Linked DNA regions of Mus musculus: region 1 is linked to region 2. Evidence: chromatin contacts called from public HiChIP or PLAC-seq data. All regions are on one chromosome and are shown on one strand. Each heading gives the region's core, a stretch centred on a gene start, on an enhancer-like site or on the middle of the called end of the contact. The rest is flanking DNA. Distances are from core to core; before and after follow the strand shown. Region 1 has its middle 56 kb from the start of Osgin2. Region 2 overlaps Gm29883 (a long non-coding RNA gene).

Region 1 (6,417 bases), core at 3,277-5,776, 770 kb after region 2:
TACCAACTCAGCTACTGCCCAGGTCCAGATGCAGGGCTTTGAGTTGCCCAACCCAACATCTTACCTCATCTATGAACTGCAAGAACATTTGAAGGGGCTGGTCCAAAATTGCAGGACCTCCATGATAGATGGCAATGACAGGATATTCAAGAGGTGTCCCAATGATGATCCAGTTTTGATAGGGTAGCAGAAGCCAGAGGCCTCAAACCAGACCAATGATTCACTGCAAAGAACATTTACAAGTAAAGATGTGTGGACCAAAGAGTATCCTGTGCAGCACGCTGTGACACATTTCAGCCTCCTCAGTGAGATTTTGTTTGTTTTGTTCATTTTGTTTTATTTTATTTTATTTTTGTTCTTTATTTTCTTTGGGGGGCGTTTTGCAAGGGCAGAGAACAGATATGAAGGGACTGGCAGATGAGGGGGACTGGGGTGCATGATATAAAATTCATAGAAAATTAATAAAAAAATAAAAAACCTTCAAGCAGCAAAGAAGCCTGGCTGGGAAGATAATAGAGAAGAACCTTATAACTTAGCAGTGTGTGGCCAGGGAATCTTAACTCTTGGCATGGTGTCATAAGTAGGATTTGGATTCAACTCTTGTTCAGGAAGTTGATAAACTTATTTATTTTATTACTGTGTCTCATTACATTAAGGGGAGAAATAAAACAAAAAGAAACAACTGTGTAGGAAAGATAGATAGAGGAGACAATATAAGAATATAAAGCTGGGCAGTGGTGGCACACGCCTTGAATCCCAGCACTTGGGAGGCAGAGGCAGGAGAGATTTCTGAGTTTGAGGCCAGCCTGGTTTACAGAGTGAGTTCCAGGATAGCCAGGGTTATACAGAGAAACGCTGTCTTGAAAACAAAAACAAAAACAAAAACAAAAAAACAAAAAAACAAAAAATAAATAAAATTAATAAAAAATTAAAAAAAGGAATATAAGCAGATGCATTTTGGGTTTTTTCGGTAAGGCAAATTAAAAAGAAAAGAAAATACTTTTTTAAGACTGAAGGGTTTTGTTTGGTAAAATAAGATTTCATTCCAAGATAAGCATGACTAGATTTTTCCAAAGGTTAAAAGGAAAGATGAGAGAAAAATCAGAACCCTTAACTCTATTGCAGAAGATTCAAGTAAATCAAAAAGGGTAGATAGAAGACAAGACACAAAGATGCTGTATGTATGGTAACTAAAGGATATCAAAATTGCAAGGGTCAAAGTTCAACATGCTGACGCTAAAATATAGTTCTCTTTAAAGTCCATGAAAGTCTCTTAAGACTGTGTGAATTCTCTGAATTTCTACAATGTTGTATACCAAAAAAAATTAATTTTAATGAAAATATGAAGAAGCCTATATGTGTTGGCTACAAAGAAAGTCTGCGGGAGGGAGTTTCATGCAGGAGCAGGACGGAGCTGTGCAAGACACGATGCCTGTTCTCAAGTTCAATATCACCTTTCCTGAGAAGAAAATACTTCTCAAGCTTCTCTGCCAAAGAAAAGAATTAGAATAAAAGGTTAATTTCTACAGCAGAATATCCAGTCACTGACAGAATTAGAGCCATTCTGTAAGAGATGAGGCTACCTTAATGTGTGGTGGGACTCCCTGTAGACCAGGACAAGTTTGCTCAACACTGTGTAAATATTATTGTCCCGGTGGGTGAGCACTCCTGCCCACAAGTGTCCAGGAAAACAGAGGGACTAGAGAGGACAAAAGCATATTTGTGTAGGTAAGAGGTGGATAACCTGTTCCAAGTGACTGCCAGAGTCAAGAACCTGTCATTTTATCTTTGTCCACATTTCTATTAGGATACCCAAATTAGCAACAGTGTTTCCTGGCTCTCCCCATAAGAAGTAGGTGCCACACCTGGAGATGGCTGTTACTTTCTTATGCTTTGTATCTCCCCTAAGCATTAGGCCTCAAGGTTGTATACGCAATGCTTTTATCTTCTTAATTTTCACTACAGGCTCGTTCAGCTAAGTTCTCCTTATGAGACCTGGAATACCCCTGTACTTTTCAAAACACCTTAGTTCCACGAATTAACAAAGGTTTGTTGTTGTTTGTTTGTTTGTTTGTTTGTTTTTTTGTAAATGTCTCAACTAATCCTTTTTAAAGCACAGCTCCAGTCTAAAGGTTACTAACTTGTGGGTAGAAATGGTGGTGACGAACAGATATTTCCCTTGATTTTCTGTTGTTTGGTTTTAGCTTGTTTTTCTCAAGTGGTATGTTTATGAATGGTTCGCATATAATGTCAATACAGACATAAGGTGGAGGCTCACCCCAGGCCAGCTCTTGTCTCTGTTGTCACTGTCCTGTCTGCTCTGCACAATGCTCTGATCTTTACCCATTCCTCTGTTCATTTTGTGACTGCTGCAAAGAGTGCCAACCTCTTTGAACATCCAAAGACATGTTTGTGTCATTTTGACACTGGCGCCACAGAGATCAAGGCATTTACACTTCTCCAACACAACAAGCAGCTGAACTATTAAATTCAGTCACTTTTATTTTCTGAGGAAAATAACTATATATATTTTTGGAAGCCTCTTACACACATTGCACTGGAATACAAACTGCAGTTTTGATCACCAATGTGCTGCATGCCTTTAGAATACAAATTAAACATTGAGCTCCCTCTAGTGACAATAATATGGATGCATTTAAAAGCAGTATGGCTTGTATATACTTTGCATTCAATTATTTTTAATCTTATTTCATTTTGTTTTACACAATAGAAGGTTTTGAGGGAGACAGAAATCTTGCGTTCCAGAACTACATCCTGAGATCTCATACATTTTTTCCTCCTGCTTTAAATTTCTAGTTTAATAGCTTTCTGATTGTAAAAGGGTACTTTGATTGAAATTTATTGACTTAAGCTTTTAAAATTTGTTGAGATGTTTTGTACCATAACAAGATCTACACTGTAGAATGTTTCATGTGCATTAAGAATGTATATTCTGCTATTGATGAATAGAACAGTCTGTATAGGCCTGTTAGGTCCTTTCATTTTAAAGTATAGCTTCAGTCTGATGTTTCCTTCTAGTTTCTCTATCCGGATGATATACCCAGTGTCTCCTATTATTAGTATAATAAAATGTATACCTCCTTCCTGATATTCCAATATTTATATTATGTGCTTAGTTGCACTGATGTTGAGCATATATGCATTCATAACATTATTCTTCCAGATATACTCCTTTATCATTATGTAATGATCTTCTTTTATCTCATTTTTATAGTTTTGATTTCTATATATTTTTACGTGTTGTATATATTGGTACCCTCACTTTTCCTTTTCCTTAGGGTCCTTCCTCCCTGTCATACCTTAAAAAAATACAGATATTTTTATTGTATATTTTTTTATTTACATTTTAAATGTTATCCCTTTTCCAGGTCTCCCCTCCAGAAACTCCCTATCTGCTCCCCTCCCCCTACCTCTATGAGGGTGCTCCCCCACCTACCCACCCACTCCTGCCTTCCTGTCCTGTCATTCCCCTATACTGGGGCACCTAACCCCCTCAAACCCAAGGGCTGATCCTCCCACTGATGTCCAACAAGGCCATCCTCTGTCACATATGCAGTCAAAGCCATGGGTCCCTCCATGTGTACTCTTTGGTCCAATCCCCAGGAGCTCCAGGGCATCTGGCCAGTTGACACTGTTGCTCCCTCCATGAGGCTGCAAACCCCCTCAGCTTCTTCAGTCCCTTCTCCAACTCCTCCATCGGGGACCCTGCACTCAGTCCAATAGTTGGCTGCGAGCATCCACCTCAGTATTTGTCAGGCTCTGGTAGAGCCTCTCAGGAGACAGCCATATCAGGCTCCTGTGAGCAAGCACTTTACGGGATCTGCAATAGCATCTGTGTTTGGTGACTGTATATGGAATGGATCCCCAGGTGGGCAGTCTCAGATTTTTTAAAGATTTATTTATCTGTTCTATATAATGAGTTCACTGTTGCTCTCTTCAGATATACCAGAAGAGGGCATCAGATCCCATTGCCAATGGTTGCGAGCCACCACGTGATTGCTGGGAATTGAACTCAGGATGTCTGGAAGAGCAGTCAGTATGCTTAACCACTGAACCATCTTTCCAGTGCCCCCTCCCCCCGCATCATACCTTTTAAAACTCAGTTTAAATATTATCTCATTAAAGTATTAGCTACTTTTCTGTTTACTGAGACAAAATACATGGCAGAAGCAATGACTGAGAGAATGATTTGTTCTGGCTCACTGTGTCAGGGCATCTCAGCAGATCATAGCAGGGAAGGCTCAGTGGGGCATGTTGTAAGAGTTTTCTTTTATGAAGCAGACCAAGAAGCAGAAATAGCAGCCTGTACCAGAAACAGGTATAACCTTCAAAGCCCTGTCCCCAGTTACCCATTTTCTCCACCTTCTACTGGGTTCCCAGTCTTTGAAATAATTACAGATGCTGAGAGCATGTGGAAGGTATTTATGACTCACCCTATACCATGTTGCCACAGGCACCCCTGAGCTCAGTGTCATCCCATGCAAAGTACATCGGGTGCAGCTTCAAGGGCCCCAGCAGTCTTAACATGATTCAAAAGTCTCAAGTTCCATGTCTCTACTCAGACTGAGGGTTCTTTTAGCTGTGATCCTCTGTGAAGCAAAACCAAAACCAAAACCAAAACCAAAACCAAAACCCAAACCAAAAGAATGAATAGCTTTCTTTCTCAGTATGTAGAACAAGTGGTCATTACTTTCCCAGAGGGCCGTCATTCTCATCTGAAACCTCACCAGTGCAGTCTACACTCTTCATATTCCCACCAGCACTGTGGTCTTCCAAAGACCCACTGGGATTTCCTATTAAGCTCTGCTTAGAGTCTGTTAAAGTTTCTCTAGCCCATACCTCCAAACTCTTCCATTTTTTCTTGCAAGCCAGTCCCAGGGCCCAGCACTCACAGCTTTATAGCAGTATGAACCGTTAACTCCTCGAAACAATTTTGAGTATCAGTTACTGTTGTGTTTTATCTCAGCGGGCCCTGCCAAGGTGTAGCCCTGAACAGTTAAGCCGTGCACATGCCTAGTATAAAGGAAGTTTATTTGGGACCTGGAGAAGGGGATAGAGACTGAGAAGGGAGGGGGACAGAAAAGGACAGAGAGGGAGAGGAGAGGGGAAGAAAAAAAGAAGGGAAGAGGCCGGCTAGGGACATGTGGGGAAGAGAGAGAGAGGGAAGGAGAAAGAGTAGATGGAAAGAGAGAGGAAGAGAGAGGAAGTGAAAGATAACATAGGGAGAGAGACAGAAAGACAGAAAGAGACTGAGATAGAGACACACAGATGGAAGCCAAACAGCCCTTCTTATAGTGAGCAGGCTCCTACCTGGCTGTTGCTAGGTAACTGTTAGGCAGAGCCTAGACGAAATGCCAACATTCCTCTATTTGAGTTTAATTTAAAAATGAGGAACTAGAAAGAAGGGATGGTGGGGCAGAAATGGGGTCGTCGTGTTCTTTAATTACTTCCTGCTGACGTTGGGGTGATCACTGTGTCTTTTGGGAACCTAAGAAAACTGGGAACGGGCTGTTGGTCAAGTCGCGGGAGAGCTGGCTGTTTCATTGCTGCCCAGGGTCTGTGGAATCATCTGAGGCTAGGAAAGTGCAGGTGCAGTAGAAGTGTCTGTGAAGGTAGAGCAGATTTTGAGAAAATGCCTGGACTTTGCAAGAAACTGAAATACATACATATTAGAGACAGAAAATAAAGTTTAAGTAAGTTTGGGAACAAATCTTTTTCTTGGGTATGTATTTGAAGCCTTTAGGCTCATGGTCTTGGTGGTTGGGGGGAGGAGAATCCCCAAACCAGGGAACAGGGGGAGGGTGGGAACCTGTGGCGTTGTGGGTCCTGTGTCTGCTCTGCCACAGGACATGGACGTTGGGGAGGAGGAACAAGCACCATGGCAGAGCTGGTTCAGGGGTCCCCAGGCCAGCGATGAGGCCGGGGCCATCTGGTTCTCAGGCTCTTGGACACGCAGGCATCCCTGGGAGCCTGAGAAGAGCAGAGAACAGAGTGGGGGCCTGTAGGCAGGATCTAGCCTGGGGTCGGGGGGAAGGGGTAGCTTCGGCTGGTTCCAAGGGGAGAGTACTTGGCTTGACAGAGGCAGCAGGCTTGGCCTTGGTGGTAGTTGTGGCTAAGAGAGCAGAGAGGCCTTCTACGTGAGATTAGACAGTGGCTTTATAGGTCAAGGCCTTCTCCATGGGTCCCCACAGCAGATCCCGATGAAAAGAGCCAATCCATGGTGTTAAGGCATTTATTTCATGGCAGAAAGTGGATGTGTAAAACCATACCCCACTTCCCAGGGTGGGCCTGAGGTTAAATACCTTTTGCAGGGAGGAGTGTCTGGGCAGGAAAGCTTATTGGCTAAGCCCTCCAGGCCTTTAGGTACCCCATTAAAATGGAGATTTGTCTTGAGCT
Region 2 (7,399 bases), core at 2,362-4,861:
CATGGGTTCTGGGGATCTAAACTGTGGTCCTCATTTAGGCATCAAGTGATTTAACAATAGACCCATATCTCCAAGCCCCTATTTAAGAAGCAAGACATACTCTCAGGATCTTTGGCAATGCTCCGTGTTCTGAATTCTTCACCATTAATTAAATGAGAAGCATTCTTATTATTGGTTTGTTTTATCCTATCTAGTAATTAGTAGTATTCCTTGTGTTTCTATGAATATTTATAATTACTAGTTTCACATTGGTAACTATATAGATTGTAGTTGTAGAGTTTTTATTCATCTTTCAGCTTCATGATACTTAACCTAAATACTTAGCTACTTCTGTCTGAAAGCTCTTTTTTATGTGTTTATTTATTTTTGAAAACTTCATACATTTTGATCATGGTTTGTCTCTGTGTGTGTGTGTGTGTGTGTGTGTGTGTGTGTGTGTGTGTGTGTGTGTGTGTTTGAGACAGTTCTCTTGCTGATCTGTAACTTAATATGTAGACCAGACTGATCTCAAACTCCCAGGGATGCTCCCTCCACTAGGTGCTGGGATGAAGGGTTCAAGCTGACTCGCTCAACATGGCTTAATCTTGGCCTCTGATTATTATTATTATTATTATTATTATGTTTTGTTTTGTTTTGTTTTGTTTTGTTTTGTTTTGAGAAAGGGTTTCTCTGTGTAGCCCTGGCTGCCCTGGAACTCACTTTGTAGACCAGGCTGGCCTCGAACTCAGAAATCCGCTTGCCTCTGCCTCACAAGTGCTGGGATTAAAGGTGTGCGCCACCAGGCCCAGCTATTTTCTTATTTCTCTAACAAGATGAAGTCTCACCTGGATTCTCTTTAATGTCTTGAAAAGCGTCTCCTGTTACAATCTCAATAGTAATTATATTCTTTGAATTCTCTATTTAGCACTTCTGTCATTCTTGGTTTGTCTTTCTCTCTTCTTTTCCCTGCTTAAAATCCTGTTTCTAGAATAACACTCTAGGATGCTATACCATCATGTACTAAATATTTCAGACAACAGATATCTTCCATGTCTCTTTTCCTATCTGGCATTTTTTTTAGTTATTATTTTTCTTTTTTTTTTCTCCATTTTTTTATTAGGTATTTAGCTCATTTACATTTCCAATGCTATACCAAAAGTCCCCCATATCCACCCACCCCTACTCCCCTGCCCACCCACTCCCCCTTTTTGGCCCTGGTGTTCCCCTGTACTGGGGCATATAAAGTTTGCATGTCCAATGGGCCTCTCTTTCCAGTGATGGCCGACTAGGCCATCTTTTGATATATATGCAGCTAGAGTCAAGAGCTCCGGGGTACTGGTTAGTTCATAATGTTGTTCCACCTATAGGGTTACAGATCCCTTTAGCTCCTTGGCTACTTTCTCTAGCTCCTCCATTGGGAGCCCTATGATCCATCCATTAGCTGACTGTGAGCATCCACTTCTGTGTTTGCTAGGCCCCGGCATAGTCTCACAAGAGACAGCTACATCTGGTCCTTTCGATAAAATCTTTCTAGTGTATGCAATGGTGTCAGCGTTTGGATGCTGATTATGGGGTGGATCCCTGGATATGGCAGTCTCTACATGGTCCATCCTTTCATCTCAGCTCCAAACTTTGTCTCTGTAACTCCTTCCATGGGTGTTTTGTTCCCAAATCTAAGGAGGGGCATAGTGTCCACACTTCAGTCTTCATTCTTCTTGAGTTTCATGTGTTTAGCAAATTATATCTTATATCTTGGGTATCCTAGGTTTGGGGCTAATATCCACTTATCAGTGAGTACATATTGTGTGAGTTTCTTTGTGAATGTGTTACCTCACTCAGGATGATGCCCTCCAGGTCCATCCATTTGGCTAGGAATTTCATAAATTCATTCTTTTTAATAGCTGAGTAGTACTCCATTGTGTAGATGTACCACATTTTCTGTATCCATTCCTCTGTTGAGGGGCATCTAGGTTCTTTCCAGCTTCTGGCTATTATAAATAAGGCTGCTATGAACATAGTGGAGCATGTGTCCTTCTTACCAGTTGGGGCATCTTCTGGATATATGCCCAGGAGAGGTATTGCTGGATCCTCCGGTAGATAGGATACTAATATCCAACATATATAAAGAACTCAAGAAGGTGGACTTCAGAAAATCAAATAACCCCATTAAAAAATGGGGCTCAGAACTGAACAAAGAATTCTCACCTGAGGAATACCGAATGGCAGAGAAGCACCTGAAAAAATGTTCAACATCCTTAATCATCAGGGAAATGCAAATCAAAACAACCCTGAGATTCCACCTCACACCAGTCAGAATGTCTAAGATCAAAAATTCAGGTGACAGCAGATGCTGGCGTGGATGTGGAGAAAGAGGAACACTCCTCCATTGTTGGTGGGAGTGCAGGCTTGTACAACCACTCTGGAAATCAGTCTGGCGGTTCCTCAGAAAATTGGACATAGTACTACCGGAGGATCCAGCAATACCTCTCCTGGGCATATATCTAGTTATTATTTTTCTTAATTTTTGTTTGTTTGTGTGAATGCTAGTGTTAAATCCTATTTTGGTAACACCATTTGACTGTTGGTTGCAGCAGTGACATGAGTTGTCTCAGAAACCTGTGCTTCTAAATGATTTACAGTTGAGTTCAGGGAGCTGTTCAAGAAGGAGCACAGCATTGGTGGGGGGCTGAGTGACGTCGCATGATTGTTTTTAATGCAATTGGGATGAAATACATGGAGTACAAAAGGATATCCTGTTTCTCATTATGAAAGAAAGGAGTTACAAACATGAAAAGGAGGAAACTTAGAGTGAACCAGTTGGTACCGGTTTAGAATTTTAATCTTATTAGTTTTTAAACATGTGCAACAGATAGATAGATAGATAGATAGATAGATAGATAGATAGATAGATAGATAGATAGATAGATAAATATATTTTGTTTAAGCTCATTGGGAGGGCCTGGGAGTAAAGATACTTCAATAGCAATAGTGTCATCTAATACGCAGATGCTGGTTTCAACATGCCATTCAACTAAAAGGAACTGGTGGTTTTCCTTGACTGGGGCAAGGAAAGACCAAGTGGAGTCTGGACCTGTTTGGTACTGATAGGAAAGAAGCATAAAAGAATGGTAAAGACCCTTCAGAAAGACACAGCAGTCAGCATCTCATCTCGGACAATTGAAGAGCAAAATGATAATCACAGCTTACTTTTCTGCAGCCACCAATCCAATACTTGAGAAACCGAGCTGTTACCACAGCTGACCAAGTAAACGTCACAAGAAATCATGTGTGGTGACCATGAATGTGCCCTGGAAACAGAGCGTGTTGTGAAGGAAGGAAATGGTTGACACATCAGTCTGTCCCCTTGAATACTGAGGTCGTTGTTTTCCCTGGATGGGCCAACCCAATGCTGAGCATGCTGAGGGAACTGCATGGAGGCTGTCCATTCCTGCTTCATTTCTTCCTTTATCAGGCAGCTCTCCTTGGAGATGCCCCAGCAGCCTCTGACACTTTCCCAGAACTCCACTGCACTCTGCTTCTTCTTCCTTTTTATAGATCTTGTGTTCTTACCCCTGCCTACTCCTTCCTGCTCTGCGCACCCCACCCCATCCTTTGCAAATGTGTGCATAACAAACCTATCATTATCTCTAATCTGCCTTGCCTTCTGCTTCTTGGAAGAAGTGATAAAACCATATATGATGCAATGAGAAGGGGGCAGGGGTAAAAAGGCATTACTTCGTGGAATTTTTACTAACAACATAGAATATGAATATTTTCATGAGGAAATACAAGGCACAAGCTGAGATAGTAATAGAAAATAAAGAGCCAGTAATCTTAAAATTGCCAAGCTTGACATTAAAAGAAAAATAGAAACCATTGCACCTCGAAGGATCCTAAAGACATATGACAGCTGAGTAGCATGACATCTAAATACAGTATGTGGCCCTAGATATAATCTTTGTCATGAAAGACACTATTAAGATGACTGGAAAATGTGAACTGGCTCTTTGTTCTAAATGATAATAACGTGCTAGTGTTTACTCTGGATTTAAAGACAGAGGAAGGACTGACAGTCTCAGGGATCTAGGATGGGTTTATCATGCTTGAAATGGCTCAGAAAACCATACCTCTCTCACTGTTGGTCCAACTTCATTGCCAATCTGAAAACCTTGTTTGCTGAAGTCAGCCTGGTTGACTGTGGAGAATGGATGGATTACAAGGAGACCAGAAATGTCTGGGAACCAGTTTGAAGGCTATCTTCAGTGTGTCTAGACAAGAGCACAAAGGCAGCAGGTATGGCAAAGAGGAATTCCAAAGTCCACAGTTCGCAGTGAGAGAACCTTTAACAAACTGGACATGGCGTACTGGAAAAGAGTGACTGAGGATGACGTCCGCTTTTGCTTCAGGCTTGAAGAACTGAGTGGGTGCTCACAATTCAGTAAGGACGGCAGGAATGAGGTGGGGAGCAGAGTGAAACAGCTCTGCTTCAGACAGGTTAGAATGAAGACGTCTGTTAGACATCCAAGAGAGGTTAGTAGGCATTGGCTATAAGAGTCAGACAGTTAGAATGAAACCTTAGAGGTATAGACGTTAAGAACCCAAACCCCGAGAGCCTTTGAATTAGATGGATCACCCGGAGGATGGAAAGAGCGCAGGTCTAGTTCTGACAACCCCCAACATTTTCACGTCAGTTAGAAGTGGGTAGTGGGAATGCAAAGAATTATCATCTGCTCCAGGCTTCTAAAGAACTGTAAACATAGGACTTGGTAGTGGAGGGGAAAGGACCAGTGCTGGGTTTGCCAGCTTCTCTGAGGTAGGTGCATAAGGCCCTCAGGCTGTGGGGGCTGACCCTTCTGTGTCCATTCCTAAATTACCTTCCTGCAAAGGTAGCTGGAACAGCAAAGATAAACTCTTAGCAGGTTCTAAATGCGCATATAAATAGGCTCAGCCTTTAAAGGAGGTTTGGGAATTAACTGTTTCTCGGGAGGCCCATTAGCAGCTTCCTGGAGTTACAAACAGGCAACCATTTGCTTTATTACATACATAAAAGGGAGAAGGAGCCAGTCTCATCTGCCAACCATCCCAGCGATCAGGAAAAGACCTGTGAGAATTTTCTTAAGGTCCAATACATAGGAGGCCACTTAGATTTTCCTTTCAGAAAGCAGTCTTAGTTTTCAAATTCTAAGTGATGTGTGTATTAAAGACACCAAACAGGTACATCGGTGTAATAATACTACATGCTTGCTATTATATTATACACATTAAATTAGAGTAGCTTGACATTCTAAAGATAAAGAGAAGCAGCACATTACTGCCAGCACCACATTAACAGATGGATATAAAAAACTTAGTAGATGTGGAAACAACTTCCCAGGGCTGTAGGAATTCGTGCCCGGTACCACGTCAGCAAGAAGCCATCACAGACTTTTTTAGTGACTAGATGCCAAGGGATCTATTTCAGTCCATGGTGTAACATGCTCTCCCTTAACTTCTACCCACGACTGTCCAGAGAGCTCCAGGGAGAGTTGGTGTCAGAAGACAGAACTCTTAGGGGGCCTGTCAGTCCAGCAGGAAGTGTTCTAGCTCAGCTTTATTATTAATTGAGGACTTGAGGCTTCACTGAGCAGACTTGGCCCTGATAGCTCCCTGGCTCTGTGCTCCTTAACCGACTCACTTTGTGAGAAGCGTAGAGTAGGGTTAGCCATGTGGTCAGTTACTTTAATGACATTTATAGCTACAATTGTGCAGAGCAAAAGAAGTCGCCTGGGCAAAACCTTTCCTTGCCAGTAGCTTGTGCACAGTTGCTAGTCTTATCTTTCATGGAGTAAAATGCATATACATATATGTGCACATGACACATCATACACAAGAAAAGACAAAAATGGGCTTGTGTTTTTCAGGTTAAATGCTTATTTTTGAAAATTTACTTTCATGCCAGACATTTTCATAGTTCATGAACAGGTAATTTACATCAGACATGAGAACAGATTTTTCAAAATGAAGGGAAAATACACCACTTATCATAAGAACAGTATCTCACTAAACAGTATTTTAAAACCTTGAGCACTTTCAATGGAACTGAAGTTCACATCGTTTTAATGAATTCCAAACAATCATTGCTTCAATGATTTCTGAATTTGACTAAGTGACATGTATTATTAATACAAAATATGTCAGTGATTTTTCCTTCTTTTTGTGATTTAACCCTGAACCTCACAACAACTAGGCAAATGCCCTCTGCTAAAAGAATTCAAAAAAAAAAATTAAAAACTAGATTTTGTTCCTTCCTGTTTTATTTCTGCATATTTAAAGCACTCTTTTTAATTTTCAAAGATTTTAGCATACTGTCTTAGTCAGGGCTTCTATTCCTGCACAAACATCATGATCAAGAAGCAGTTGGGGAGGAAAGGGTTTATTCGGCTTACACTTCCATGTTGCTGTTGATCACCAAAGGAAGTCAGGACTGGAACTCAAGCAAGTTAGGAAGCAGGAGCTGATGCAGAGGCCATGGAGGGATGTTCTTTACTGGCTTGCTTCCCCTGGCTTGCTCAGCCTGCTCTCTTATAGAACCAAGACCACCAGCCCAGAGATGGTCCCACCCACAAGGGGCCTTTCCCCCTTGATCACTAATTGAGAAAATGCCTTACAGTTGGATCTCATGGAGGCATTTCCTCAACTGAAGCTCCTTTCTCTGTGATAACTCCAGCTGTGTCAAGTTGACACAAAACTAGCCAGTACATATACCAAGTATGTCTTTGCAATTAAGTTGACAACAGGATGATAATGTTCCTGGAGGAAACTGTGCCAAGATGAGCTGAATATTGTCTCACATATCTAGAATAATTTAGATAAACTTTGCTCAACATTTAATATCCATTTCTTCAAGTCCATGAACTTATTTTTACATTTCAGCATAAATAATGACAGTGGGGGGGGGTGGGCAAAGAGCTATAGTGAGAATTATGGTTTCCTTAAGAACCCAGTTGTGTTATGTTATTGTTTTAATCCTAGGTGTGGGATATGGGGCTGCTTCAGATTTTCCATACCTGCTAATTATGACTTGTCTCATAGTCTAGGAGGAGTGTGATTTTTGCCAGCTACAGATAGTTTATGTTTGGAATTCTGGGAACTCTTAAAAGGGTATAAATGTGAGAGCCCTGAGGGGTCTGTGGCCATTTCTGCTCATGCTGGTCATCCCTGCTACTTCTAGATCTTCTGTTGCATTTGCTGCTTTTGCTATTGCTGGATTGCTGGATTGCTGGATTGCTGGATTGCTGGATTGCTGGATTGCTGTGTTGCTATTTGCTTGTTGTTATTGCTTGGAGATATCCTTCCAATGAAGATTGGACATGCCCCTAGGAACTAGACACCCCAAATCAGCAGGAAGTAGACTAAAGAGACCTAAACTCTCTCTCCCCTC

What was found. HiChIP or PLAC-seq counts read pairs in DNA pulled down with a chosen protein or histone mark.
Region 1: an H3K27ac HiChIP or PLAC-seq map of thymic regulatory T cells shows a contact between it and region 2, with 4 times the contacts expected there. The contact joins two enhancer-like sites. A contact is called at or near these places in 1 of 484 Hi-C or Micro-C datasets (spermatogonial stem cells) and 1 of 115 datasets of contacts at active chromatin or transcription factors (thymic regulatory T cells).

Annotation. Positions count from the first base shown.
Region 1 is chr4:16,066,890-16,073,306 of GRCm38.p6, forward strand. No RefSeq gene overlaps it. Among named protein-coding and RNA genes, the nearest start is that of Osgin2, 56 kb to the left of the region's middle. Within about 2 kb of position 4,527, at least 33 of the 459 cell types and tissues checked have an H3K27ac peak or open chromatin away from gene starts, as enhancers often do. A contact at or near this core is called in thymic regulatory T cells, where this site is marked.
Region 2 is chr4:15,296,585-15,303,983 of GRCm38.p6, forward strand. The region is part of intron 1 of Gm29883 (a long non-coding RNA gene); the gene reads left to right. Among named protein-coding and RNA genes, the nearest start is that of Gm29883, 11 kb to the left of the region's middle. Within about 2 kb of position 3,612, at least 54 of the 459 cell types and tissues checked have an H3K27ac peak or open chromatin away from gene starts, as enhancers often do. A contact at or near this core is called in thymic regulatory T cells, where this site is marked.